Linked DNA regions of Mus musculus: region 1 is linked to region 2. The links are chromatin contacts, called in public Hi-C maps. All regions are on one chromosome and are shown on one strand. The core of a region is the stretch at or near the end of the contact, and the rest is flanking DNA. Distances in the headings are between cores, read along the strand shown.

Region 1 (5,791 bases), core at 171-2,670, 79 kb after region 2:
ATTAATAATTCTATAACTACAGTGAGTAATTCTTTACAATTATGCAAACACCTATGCTCTGTTTCTTTTTTCTTTCTTTATTCTTCTAATTCTGAATTGAAATTACAAATAGGACAATGTTAGGTAAGCATACTCTTGCAAGAATTATAATCTGATCTTACCTGATATTCTTATTCCAGGAACACTCAGTTCCAACATTGGAACTTTGGAGGTGATAACATCTCTCTTACATTTTTCAACATTTCCATCATTTAGAACCATGTCTACAATCTCACTAAGCCAAGTAGTACCTGTAACAGAATCCATGATCAGATTCTTTGTCTTTTTTTTTTATTAGAAATTTTCTTTATTTACATTTCAAATGCTATCCTGAAAGTCCCCCATACTCTCCCCCCACCCTGCTCCCCTACCCACCCACTCCCACTTCTTGGCTCTGGCGTTCCCCTGAACTGAGGCATATAAAGTTTGTAATACCAAGGGGCCTCTCTTCCCAGTGATGGCTGACTAGGCCATCTTCTGCTACATATGCAGCTAGAGACATGAGCTCTGGGGGTACTGGTTAGTTCATATTGTTGTTCCACCTATAGGGTTGCAGACCCCTTCAGCTCCTTGGGTACTTTCTCTAGGTTCTCCTTAGGGGCCCTGTATTCCATCTTATAGATGAGTGTGAGCATCCACTTCTGTATTTGCCAGGCATTGGCATAGCCTCTCAGGAGACAGCTATACCAGAGTCCCTTCAGCAAAATCTTGCTGGCATATGCAATAGTGTCTGGGTTTGGTGGCTGATTATGGGATGGATCCCCAGGTGGGGTAGTCTCTGGATAGTCCATCCTTTCGTCTTAGCTCCAAACTTTGTCTCTTTGTCTTAATGGTTTGGTTATTATTTAATGATTTACACTTTGAGAAACTCACACATGTAAACATGAAACATTTTTGTTATTTTAAAAAAAAATACTTTTTGAGATGACAACACCATGACATCATTTGCCCCTCCCATCCCTCCCTCTAAATTCTAACATGTCCCTCCACAGTCCCCATACCAGCTCTGAAGATAGGATTCATCTCACTTCTGTGGCCACTCACACACATACACAAGTTCCCCACATATAAACAGCTATACATATACACATGAATAAAAGAAAAATGTAAGACAAAAAAGGCAGATTAAACCTGGATTTTTCAGGATGAAGGACTCACCTGATTTAGGGTAAGTGGTTATTACAATGTCACCTGGTGTGCTCTGGAACTCTTCAATCCTTTCCCAATTGAGTGCAAAAGCATAGATCATGGGGTAGCCATGGATCATCTTCAGATCTTTTCTCCAAACGTCTTCTGAGGCACTCATTTTTGCAGCAGGCTGAACAGAAGGAATAGAAGGAGTAAAAATCAGGTTCTGTGTGACAAGTGTTAAACTTAAGACTATATAATACAAAGTGAACTTTGGCTTTATCACAGTACACACGGAAACACGAAGGGTAACTTGTGGGTGTAACACTACAGACTGGCAAGGGCAAAAAATGCTTCTATGAAAACATAACAAAGGTTTTCAAAATAAGCTTTTAAGAGAAGGGGGATTATGCCTCAGTAAATTAAATCATTTTAGACAGATATATTCTAGAAAAAAAACCCTCCATTTACACTAAAATATTAGCACTTTAGCTGATATTTTAGTGTAAGTGGAGGTAACTTTAGAGTTAGTTTATTGTCATTCTGAGTTTTACACTGAAAACCCTGCATACATTTTGTCCTCTTCTAGGAATTGTTTCTTTGTCACTAGTCTTAAGGAAATGATGCAGGATGCTATAAATCTCTGTGCATGCCCACACATGCAACTGTAGGCTTCAGCTATATGAGCACCTTGGAATTAGAGGTATTTTGATTTCTTTTTAATTTGATTAAGTTACCCATAAAGTCTTAATTTTTAATTTAGCTTCTAGTACTGTTTTATATTTATAACATAAACTGACATATCAGAAGTAAGTTCTGGTCTGTGTACATATGCCTGTGCTATTGGTCTCTTCTGAGATCTTATTAGAAAATCACGGTATCCAGGTCCCAATTTAGGCTTAGGATCTACATTTTAATGAGATCCTGAAATTCTCTGTAATAAGCAATGCCTTAAAATTTAAGAAAGATGATTCTAAGTCACTTTAATTAATCTCTACCAATGTAGTTCATAGATATGTAATTGACGAAAGTGGATTCAGTGTCAAGAAAATATATTGCTTTTTTTTTTTTTACCCATTATCACCATTCCTTACCCAGTCTTTTTAAAAGTTGTTTTATTTACATTCCAAATGTTGTGCCCCCTTCCCAGTCCCTCTTCCAAGAGTTCTTCACCCCAATCACCTCTTTACCCAGTCTTAAGATGTGCCTTTCATTTTGTATTTGGAATGAGGAAGCAGCTCTATCCTGTCCAGAATCACAAAGGAGGAGTGGCCACCAGGAATGGACTTTGGCCTGCTCACTGACTCATGCTGCTTATGTACTGTGGGCTCAGCCCTGTGTTTTAAAAGAGCTGTAACTTAACCCATGCATATAAGAGTCTTTTTGTTTTGTGAGGGGATTTCTTTTAAGTCAAGGAATTATTTCTTCTCCACCTAGACCTCAAGCTCCTCACATAGGAAAACTCTAACAGCAGTAAATGAAGTGTGTACCGTGAGAACAATCCATGCACGCAGTTCTGAACAGAGCCACCGCACCAGGGAAGGCATGCACGAGCAGTTCTGCCACCTATCAGTTACCAGGCTGACTGAACAGACAGAATGGTTAATTCTGAGTTCAGTATTATAGGACAGATAGAGGACAGAGGACAGAAAAGCTATCAATGGTTGGTATTGTTGAGCCAGATATGCTGAAACATGGTGTTCCCTGTAAAATATGGAATAGACTAACAAAAAGCCTGTAAGTCACGCAGGAAAAGCTATGGAGATTCTTTTTTCACTTATACAAAATCTTCATTCAAGTAGAGACATAACCTAAGATTAAAGTACCTAAAATTCATTCTAGGAACATCCAACAGATTAAAATAGGATTAAGAATATGTACCTTAGGAGACAGTAACTGAGTCATCTGACGTTAAGACTGAGTGATTCTTCACATGAAAAGACCTGTCTCTTTAATCAGAACTGTTTGTGAGACACAGTACTGAAAAACATGAAAGAAAGAGAGAAAGAGAGAGAGAGAAAGAGAAAAGAAAGAGAGAGAGAGAGAAAGAAAGAAAGAAAGAAAGAAAGAAAGAAAGAAAGAAAGAAAGGAAGGAAGGAAGGAAGGAAGGAAGGAAGGAAAACATGAGTCTGTTTCTGCTATTGACTTTTTTTTTTCAGCCAAGTGTGTTTACAGTAAATAAATAACAAAATTTATTTCTGTCTGTTACACATGAACCTAGTTCTACAATCACAACTCTAGTCACCACAGTCGGTGTGCTCTTCACAGTGTGCACGAGTGTATTTAACAGTGGATGTATGATTGGGCAGAAAACATTGCAGAAGGGTTTGTTTGTTCCTGAATGGGCTTAAAGTTCACAAGAACCCTGCCACACCACCCCCAAATCCCAGCACGCTTCAAACGCATTCTATTGAATCCAAAGAGTTAAAAGCAGATACTGGAAGTTAGATATTCTCAGCATAGCAAGACATTAATGGAGAATTGCCTTATCTGGCATCACTGGGAGGGGAGTCCCTTGGTCCTATGGAGGCTTGATGACCGATACAGGAATGCTAGAGTAGTGAGGCAGAAGTGGGTGGATGGGTGAGCAGCCTCAAAGAGGCAGGGGTGAGGGAGGAGGGGATAATGGACTTGTGGAGGGGTCACTGGGAAGGGGTATAACATTTGAAATGTAAATAAATAAATTAATCAATTTTTTAAAAATTATGAAAAAGATACTCAAATTGCAAAAGCGCTCAATGTAACACTCTTGTAGGTCCACAGAGCTCTATGGATAAAAACTTGAAGGAAAACCATTTAAAAACAGATTTCCTCCTGTAGTGTTGCAGACCCCTTTAGCTCCTCAGATACTTTCTCTAGCTCCTTCATTAGGGACCCTGCAACCCTACAGGAGGAACAACAATATGAACTAAGCAGTACCCCCAAGAGCTGTGTCTCTAGTTGCATATGTAGCAGAGGATGGCCTAGTTGGCCACCAATGGAAGTAGAGGCCCTTTGTTTTGCGAAGATCATCTGCCCCAGTACAGGGGAATGCCAGAGCCAGGAATCAGGAGTGTGTGGGCTGGGGAGCAGGGCAGGGGGAGGATATAGGGGGCTTTGGGGATAGCATTTGAAATGTAAATGAAGAAAATATCTAATAAAAAATGCCTTAGAAGATAGATTTCAATTCACGTTGTGATCTTATTGCTCAGATTTTACCTTCAATCAGAACGAATGCTGCTGTGAAGAGCCTTCAGAGTTGGTGGTGACCTGAGATGGAGCACCTCATTCTGTGCTCCAGAAAGGAGAATAAAAAGTTCAATAAGGATCTAAGCAAAGCCTCTGACTTTACAAGCAGCAAAGATTTGAAGGGATTGAAGTCCATGCAAACAAACACTCAAAGGCCTGTTTTTTCAACAGTTGTAATAGGTCAGAGTGACAACTGGAAGGCAGGAAGCCATAGATCACTGGTGTGTTAACTTCTCCATGAACTTAACAAAATCTGACAAAAACTGCAAGACAAAACAGCACACAAGAAATGTCTCAGATCTGTTGGTCACTTCTCATGACACCATTGCATACACTAGCAAGATTTTATCGAAAGGACCCAGATGTAGCTGTCTCTTGTGAGACTATGCCGGGGCCTAGCAAACACAGAAGTGGATGCTCACAGTCAGCTAATGGATGGATCACAGGGCTCCCAATGGAGGAGCTAGAGAAAGTACCCAAGGAGCTAAAGGGATCTGCAACCCTATAGGTGGAACAACATTATGAACTAACCAGTACCCCGGAGCTCTTGACTCTAGCTGCATATGTATCAAAAGATGGCCTAGTCGGCCATCACTGCAAAGAGAGGCCCATTGGACACACAAACTTTATATGCCCCAGTACAGGGGAACGCCAGGGCCAAAAAGGGGGAGTGGGTGGGTAGGGGAGTGGGGGTGGGTGGGTATGGGGGACTTTTGGTATAGCATTGGAAATGTAAATGAGCTAAATGACCTAATAAAAAATGGAAAAAAAAAGAGAAGCCCTTTTCATACGTTTGAACACGGTGAAATGTGATTGCATTATACATGTTGCTTTTTTAATCTAAAAAAAGTATGAGTTTTCTATTATGGACATGAATTAAAATGCAGCAACTGTCTTAGGAGCAGAAACACACCAAGTAGAAAGAACAGCTCCTGAATGACTGTGATTCTAATCATCTCTATGATTTTCTAAGTTCCGTCTCTGCCTCTCTCTCTCTCTCTCTCTCTCTCTCTCTCTCACACACACACACACACACACACACACACACACACATATAGGAATAAATAAGATATTATGTGTGGGTGGGAAGTCACTCCCACAGAAAAGTGCTCTTGTCTTCCTTCTCCAATCTCTCGACCACCCTGTAAATTACATCTAATCCAATTGCCAAAAGGAAAAGTTTTGGTTAGGACAAGGGCATTGGTGTCCAATTTAGCTGCAATAGCAGCAGATAAGCTCTGGTCTTGCCTGGAAGCATCATAAAGTGCAGAAAGAAGTTAAATCTTTTGTTTAGACCAACAATTTATACATTATTTCTCAGAGAATTTTTAAAATCACTTTTTGTCTATAAAGGATGTTTCTAACAGATTCCCAATGTTTGTGGCTTATCATTTTT
Region 2 (6,090 bases), core at 108-2,607:
AGACACATTATTTTTCAAAAGAGAGTTTCTCTAATCAGACCTTTATATACTTTAAAAGTTTGAGTAATAGTGGCCTCGCAAAGGTACATTTTAATTAATTCTTTGTGGAAACTATGCAGAGTCTGATGTAATTATGATGAACTTTTTCTGTTCTGTAACTAACCATTGACCCCAGAGAAAACATTACCACATTCTGCTCTAGAGCTCTCAATAAAGCCATTCACTTTCTGTGAAGACAGATTTTATTATATAAAAAAAGAGCAACATCAGAGAAAACAGGAGTGTAATTGTTATGAAAAATAGCTAGGAGAAAAATATTGAAAATTATCGGGTACATGTGTGGTAAGTGTCTTCATCCTTGTACTCTTTTCTCACTCTCAAAACAACTCTATTTGAGCTGTCAGCACAAGTTCTTTGTAGTTTCTATGTTGGAGTTCTCTGTTTGTATCTCAATTTCATTAAAATTGTTCATCACAGAGTTAAGAAGCAAAGATCCAAATCAGATAAAGGAGTTTACTCAACATTTCTTTGTATTCAGTATAGCTCTACTTCATCTATTGAAGTGATAATCTGTGTTTCTGACTCACTGTAGTCACAGGGTTTTACTATAGCATTTGGACACTCTCTCATCTAAGATTAGCATGTCAGGTATATGACTATGTTCTTATTTATTAACTATGTCATCAATTGCCTAGTGGGTACCAAGGTCTCCAATGTGTTCTTTGCTCAGAAGATTCTTGGTTGTCCAGCAATCATACACAGGCTTTTAAAAAATATATTGTTAGATATAATCAGTGTGTCTAACAATCAAGATAAAGGAAATTTGTCAACAAACACAATACACAAGACTCTTGTTTTCCATAATATGCATTTCATAGATTGAGCGTTGTATCTACTGTTAGGCAGATTAGATAAGTTATTTGCCTTTTTGCTGTCAATCTCCTTTTTTCTGACCTTCTAGAAAATTGTATAATTCATGTTGCAATAGAGCTATGATGACCAGAATGGAGAATTTCTTAACTCCACATTAGATTCATCTACCAAGTTTAACCTTTTCTCTGAAACTGGTACACAATTACTGTGTTAATAGCACCTATGTCCAAGCAGCTCTCTAATATGGTACTGATTCCTGAAGTAAGGCAGCCAAATATTAGGTGATGAAAGATGCATTCTTTAATGTTGAGCATTTAAGGTTTTGATAAGGACATTACGAAGGGCGATTCCTGGCTTGGAGAGGGGTTCCTAAGAAGGTGTGTTTGAGAGTAGTAAAAGAATGACTGGAAGTCAATCATGGGTGCAACCTGAAAGCTCTGTGTTCTGCTTTAGCTGGCTCTCCAGAGAGCTGTGTAGATAGTTCAGCTATTGCAGATAAAAGTCCAATCATTTCTTGACTTAATTATTCAACCATTAACCCAGGTTCTCTTTCGATTATTCCACAAATCAGCATTTTATGACTTTAGTCCCTTGATTCAGAGAATCAGCAAGTACTTTTTTTTAAAGATAACAAATGTTCTCAGAGATCTGCCTGACTTTGTAAGCAGAAATAATAAGTTTAGCTATATATAGTCCTATCCTGAAATTACCATTACCACCCTGCCTGAACCTAAAGTCACTCTGTTCTAGGATGACCTTGAACTGAGGAATCTGCCTGCCTGTGTAAGCACAAACAATATATGTAGCTGGGTGGGATGTTTCCCTGAAATTGCCAGTCCCTTAATCTCTTTATCTCTTTCCTTAATATTTTTCTGACAAGCTGGCTCATTAGTGTAACTGTCTGTTCTTTTAGGTCTGTGAAGCCATTCAAAGAGTTCATATCGCATCCCTATATTTTGCATAGTTGAAAATTTATATATTTGTGAACTCATGCTTTCAGAGTTCTTTACCACAGCCCTAAGGGCTGTCCTTAGCCACAGTGTTTACTTTTTTGATGAAGAACATATTCTTGCCTCCCAGACTCACCTTGTTTCTAATTATCATAGAGACATTTAACATAACAGGTAAAATATTTCTCAAAGGAGGAACGTGAATATATGTTACAAACAAGCCCCACACCCAAGAAACCATCAGCACTCATAGAAACCCAATTCTTGCTGTCTCTGCTCCAGGGGTGGGAAAACCTGTTATGTTGTCCCTTCCAGAGCAATGCAGAACTCAGCAGGATACTACACCATACCATAGGTATCTGAAGTGCTATCTTAAAGCATGTAGCTTATCTTTAAATTTAAAACCAAATATATGATGCCTTTTTATTTTTCTTTGTATATATATACCTAAACTCCAAAGGATTTAGAGTAAGACTGAGACCTCTAAAAAGTATGCTTCTTTACTTCCTTCAATTTTTTTTAATAATTAGTCCATACTAAGGTATTTTAGAAATGAGGAGATGTTTTAAATATAACAGTGATACTGCTATCATTCACTTCAATTGGAAAGTATTAGAGATTTGTCTTCACTTTGACCTAGTAATTTTTAATTCAATAAGGAAAGGCCATATTCTCTTTTAGTTGTGCAACTAACTCAATTTTTAGGTTGAGAATAGGCACATTTTCTATCTACTATCCACCATTCAACAACCAGGCCAAGATAAAGTTATGTGAAATTACGAATACATATTGTGTTAACACAATGATTTGGAGTTGATAGAATTTTGAACAACCAACTAATGAGCCCTTTCCTCAGAGAGACCAAGAGAACATGGAACACTTATGAACAATGTATTCCTTCTTTCTCTTGTATACATCTAAATGCTCTGTGATAAGAGTTATAAAACAACAGCTCTGCTGATAAGGTCTGGACTCTGTTTCATGAAGCCTGAGTTTCTTCATATGCAGAATTTCACAATTGTCTTCTATTGTCTAAGTTTGCATTTTATTGCTGTGAAGAGATATCATGATCAAGGCAAATCTTATACAGGAAAACATTTAATTGGGGCTGGCCTACAGGATCAGGCCTTTAATGATTTATCATCATGGAAAGAAGCATGGAGGCATGCAAGCAGACATAATGTTAGAGCAGGAGCTGAGAGTACTTCATTTTGATCCAAAGGCTACCAGAGCAGACTGGAATTCCACTCTAGGCAGAGCTTAAAGCTAGAAACCTCAAGCCCACCCCTACAGTGGTTCACCCCATCCAACAAGGTCACATTTACTTCAAAAAGGCCATAACTCCCAATAGTGCCATTCTCTGTGGGTCAATCATTCAAACACATGAGTCTATGGGAGACAAACCTACTCAAACTGCCACAGTTATAGAAGTCATTTCCCAGCTGTTAGTTCTTTAATCCACAGATAAAATAAGTTACACTGATGAATGTGGCTTGTATCATCAGGGATTTTCTGCAGTCTCACTTGACTTTTGATAACACTCAGGCAAGGGAAAAGCAGAAGAAAACAGCAGAAGAGGGAGAAAACTTGAGTGAGAAGGATATTGAGTGGCTGAAGCATCAGAGAATAAAAGGGGTTCTTAGGCTCAGTGGTGTTCAAACCCAGTTTCTCACACAGTGGCATGGCTAGTCCACTACATCTCAATGTATGACTACCATACTTTGACCTTAACTGGAAAAAAAAATTAAAGTGAAAAGAATGGCAAGCAATCATGAAGTCAACACAAAAAAGTCCTTTTCAAAACGTAAATAAAGATAAATCAAAATACATCAATATGAGTCATTGTGATAAAGTTGTTAACGTTTACCAAATATTTCTAATGGTAACAATATTATAGAAATTTATGTGCATCTTTAGTTATGTACACATACAAGAATATTGTATAGTTATTTCTTACAGCATCCACTAGCTTTGGTCCTTTGGATAGCTGTTACCCATGCTCACTTGCTCACTTGGAAGAACTGATTTTTTTTTAAATTTTTTTATTAGGTATTTTAAGAGCACAGCAGACTAGAGGACAGACCAGTACTTAATGGTGGTGGTCACACTGCCCTGCTAACATAGCCTGCTCCTTGGAGGGATGGTCTCCTCTTGGAAGGAGAATGGGACTAATTTCTGGTTGTAATTCAGAGTTGTCTACATTGTTATGGAAATGAATCTACTTAGCCTAATCCTGATGAAAAACATTAGTCTATTAGCGTCTTAAATTTTGGTGCTTTCCAGCTGCCTTGGTTAACAAACCACTTATTTGGTGTTTTGGAAGCAGTGCTCTTTTAGCTAAATTCTTAGTGTTATTTAATTATTTTCAATAAATCTATTATTAAATCCTTTATGACATGAATTCTATCACTTCAGACCTCCCCTACATCAAGATGAGTATCCTTTTCTTTAATTTAATCCTTTTCTTTAATTTTTCTTTAATTTAATTTTCTGATCATATTGTCATATGATCAGAAAATCTGGTAAACTAGTACATATTTATTGTTACAACTAAATGATGAGTTTAAGAGAAAATAGAGACTGGAAAATTATACAGTGATCCCAATATAAGTATTTATTCTAGAAGAAAATTAAAAATTTCATTATAAATGTGATTATACATTAAGAATGACAAATATTTTAAGTATAATGGATGAACACAGAGCCAAAGAACAGTCCATTAAAATTTAAGAAATTACTACAATAATTCAATATTTGCTCTTTCTAGACATAACTTTCAAATATTGTTAGTAATGGTTTTCTGAGAAAAATAGCAACTCAGTTCATTGCCTTAATTTTTTGGAAAAAGTATCTAAAAATCTTTGACGGGAGAGCAAGCATACAGATATATATTTTAGGGAAAAGCAGGAAAATAGACCATCATAATTTAAATGTACTAACAATTTTTACGTATTTTTCCTATTATAATATTGATTCATAGTTCTGAACTGACCCTTTAATGTCCTTGACATCAGATAAACACAGTAGCTGTCCTTTATTTAAAAAGAAAATAAAGACTCTTCTCATGCTATACTAATCCCTGTGGCCAGAGCTGTATTTGTGTGCTCTATGAGCCCCTTGTGTTATCCTTAAATAAAACTCAGTATACGCTTTGTGCCTTCTCAAAGATTCAGAATGCTATCAGTTATTATCTTGTTTACATTTTAAATGATATTCTGGAAATAGCATATTTAAATTAATAGTACCCCTGTGCCAGGAAAATAAGAAATTCCAGGGCGTCATCAAACTGTCATTGAAATAGCAAAGGAAAGATGAGATGTCTTCAGGAAAGTGTGATTATGTAGAATTTACCTGTAGAATAAGACAGGAGTGGGTTGTTTGAAAGTGGAATGGGGATAGGTGACAGGCAGGTCCCTGGGCTTCTAAGTACAATTACTACTCCCTTCAGTACTTCACCAAACCCAGAGACCTGAGGTGTCTTTTTCTTCAACTAGTCACGTTTTTTCTTCTTTCCTGTCTTACCAACTTTTTGAAATATAAACAAACAACATTTTGCAACCAATAATATAGCAGATGCCACACAGGCCAGCAGAAACCCAATTACATCCAGAGAGTGGTACTGAAACCAGCTGAGGTCATGGGCTGCCACACGAAGGTGCTTGGCTCCTTTGTGACGCATGACAAACTCAATCCAGAAGACTGCTCGGTCCAGGGGCTTCACTGGCTGGTCATGGTGGATTCTTGATAGTCTCATGGCATTCTCTTTATAACTTGAAAAATATACAAACAATCATTTGTCTGTTTTTTTTTTAAGTAAGTATGTGACATATGTTTAACTCATCAATTCGTTATTATAATAGCATTTGCTACAGCACTAACAGTTTTTAAATCTTCCTCAAATAGCATCCAGGGTCCAGCAGGCTAGCCAGGGTTATATAGGGAGACACTACCTCAAAATAAAACACCTAGAACAAAGAAAAATGAGCAGATAACCTCAAGTCAAGAGGTAAGTATTTAGAAGGCAAAGTATGCTTTCTCTTGGAGTTTCATAGTAAGGAGAATTAATATATTTACCCTTGCTTTGATCATAAAGTAAAGTTCTGGATTCTATCCAGACTATATTCATAGAGATGATGTGAGTAATGTGGTTTGTGAAGAGGTGTCCTGTTGCTTCTAAGACATCCAAAAGATTAGGGGAAAGTGATTAATACTCACTTGGGTGTTAAAAGCCACACTGTGGGCTTATTCATGTGTGTCCTTTGTGCAT

Evidence for each region. Hi-C and Micro-C count contacts between places; a contact is called where the count stands out from the background.
Region 1: a Hi-C map of liver shows a contact between it and region 2, with 4 times the contacts expected there. The contact joins the promoter of Sult1b1 here to the enhancer-like site in region 2. A contact is called at or near these places in 5 of 484 Hi-C or Micro-C datasets (liver and nephron progenitors), 1 of 115 datasets of contacts at active chromatin or transcription factors (intestinal villus epithelium) and 2 of 9 other capture datasets (adipose tissue and liver).

Annotation. Positions count from the first base shown.
Region 1 is chr5:87,533,740-87,539,530 of GRCm38.p6, forward strand. It overlaps Sult1b1 (sulfotransferase family 1B, member 1), which reads right to left and starts at 1,421. Exons shown (of 7, transcript NM_001382837.1): 1 at 1,198-1,421; 2 at 162-290. The coding sequence starts at 1,345.
Region 2 is chr5:87,455,079-87,461,168 of GRCm38.p6, forward strand. Ugt2a1 (UDP glucuronosyltransferase 2 family, polypeptide A1) reads right to left here. Exons shown (of 7, transcript NM_053184.2): 7 at 4,412-5,593. The coding sequence ends at 5,314. Ugt2a2 (UDP glucuronosyltransferase 2 family, polypeptide A2) reads right to left here. Exons shown (of 7, transcript NM_001024148.1): 7 at 4,415-5,593. The coding sequence ends at 5,314. Among named protein-coding and RNA genes, the nearest start is that of Ugt2a2, 24 kb to the right of the region's middle. Within about 2 kb of position 1,358, at least 8 of the 459 cell types and tissues checked have an H3K27ac peak or open chromatin away from gene starts, as enhancers often do. A contact at or near this core is called in intestinal villus epithelium and liver, where this site is marked.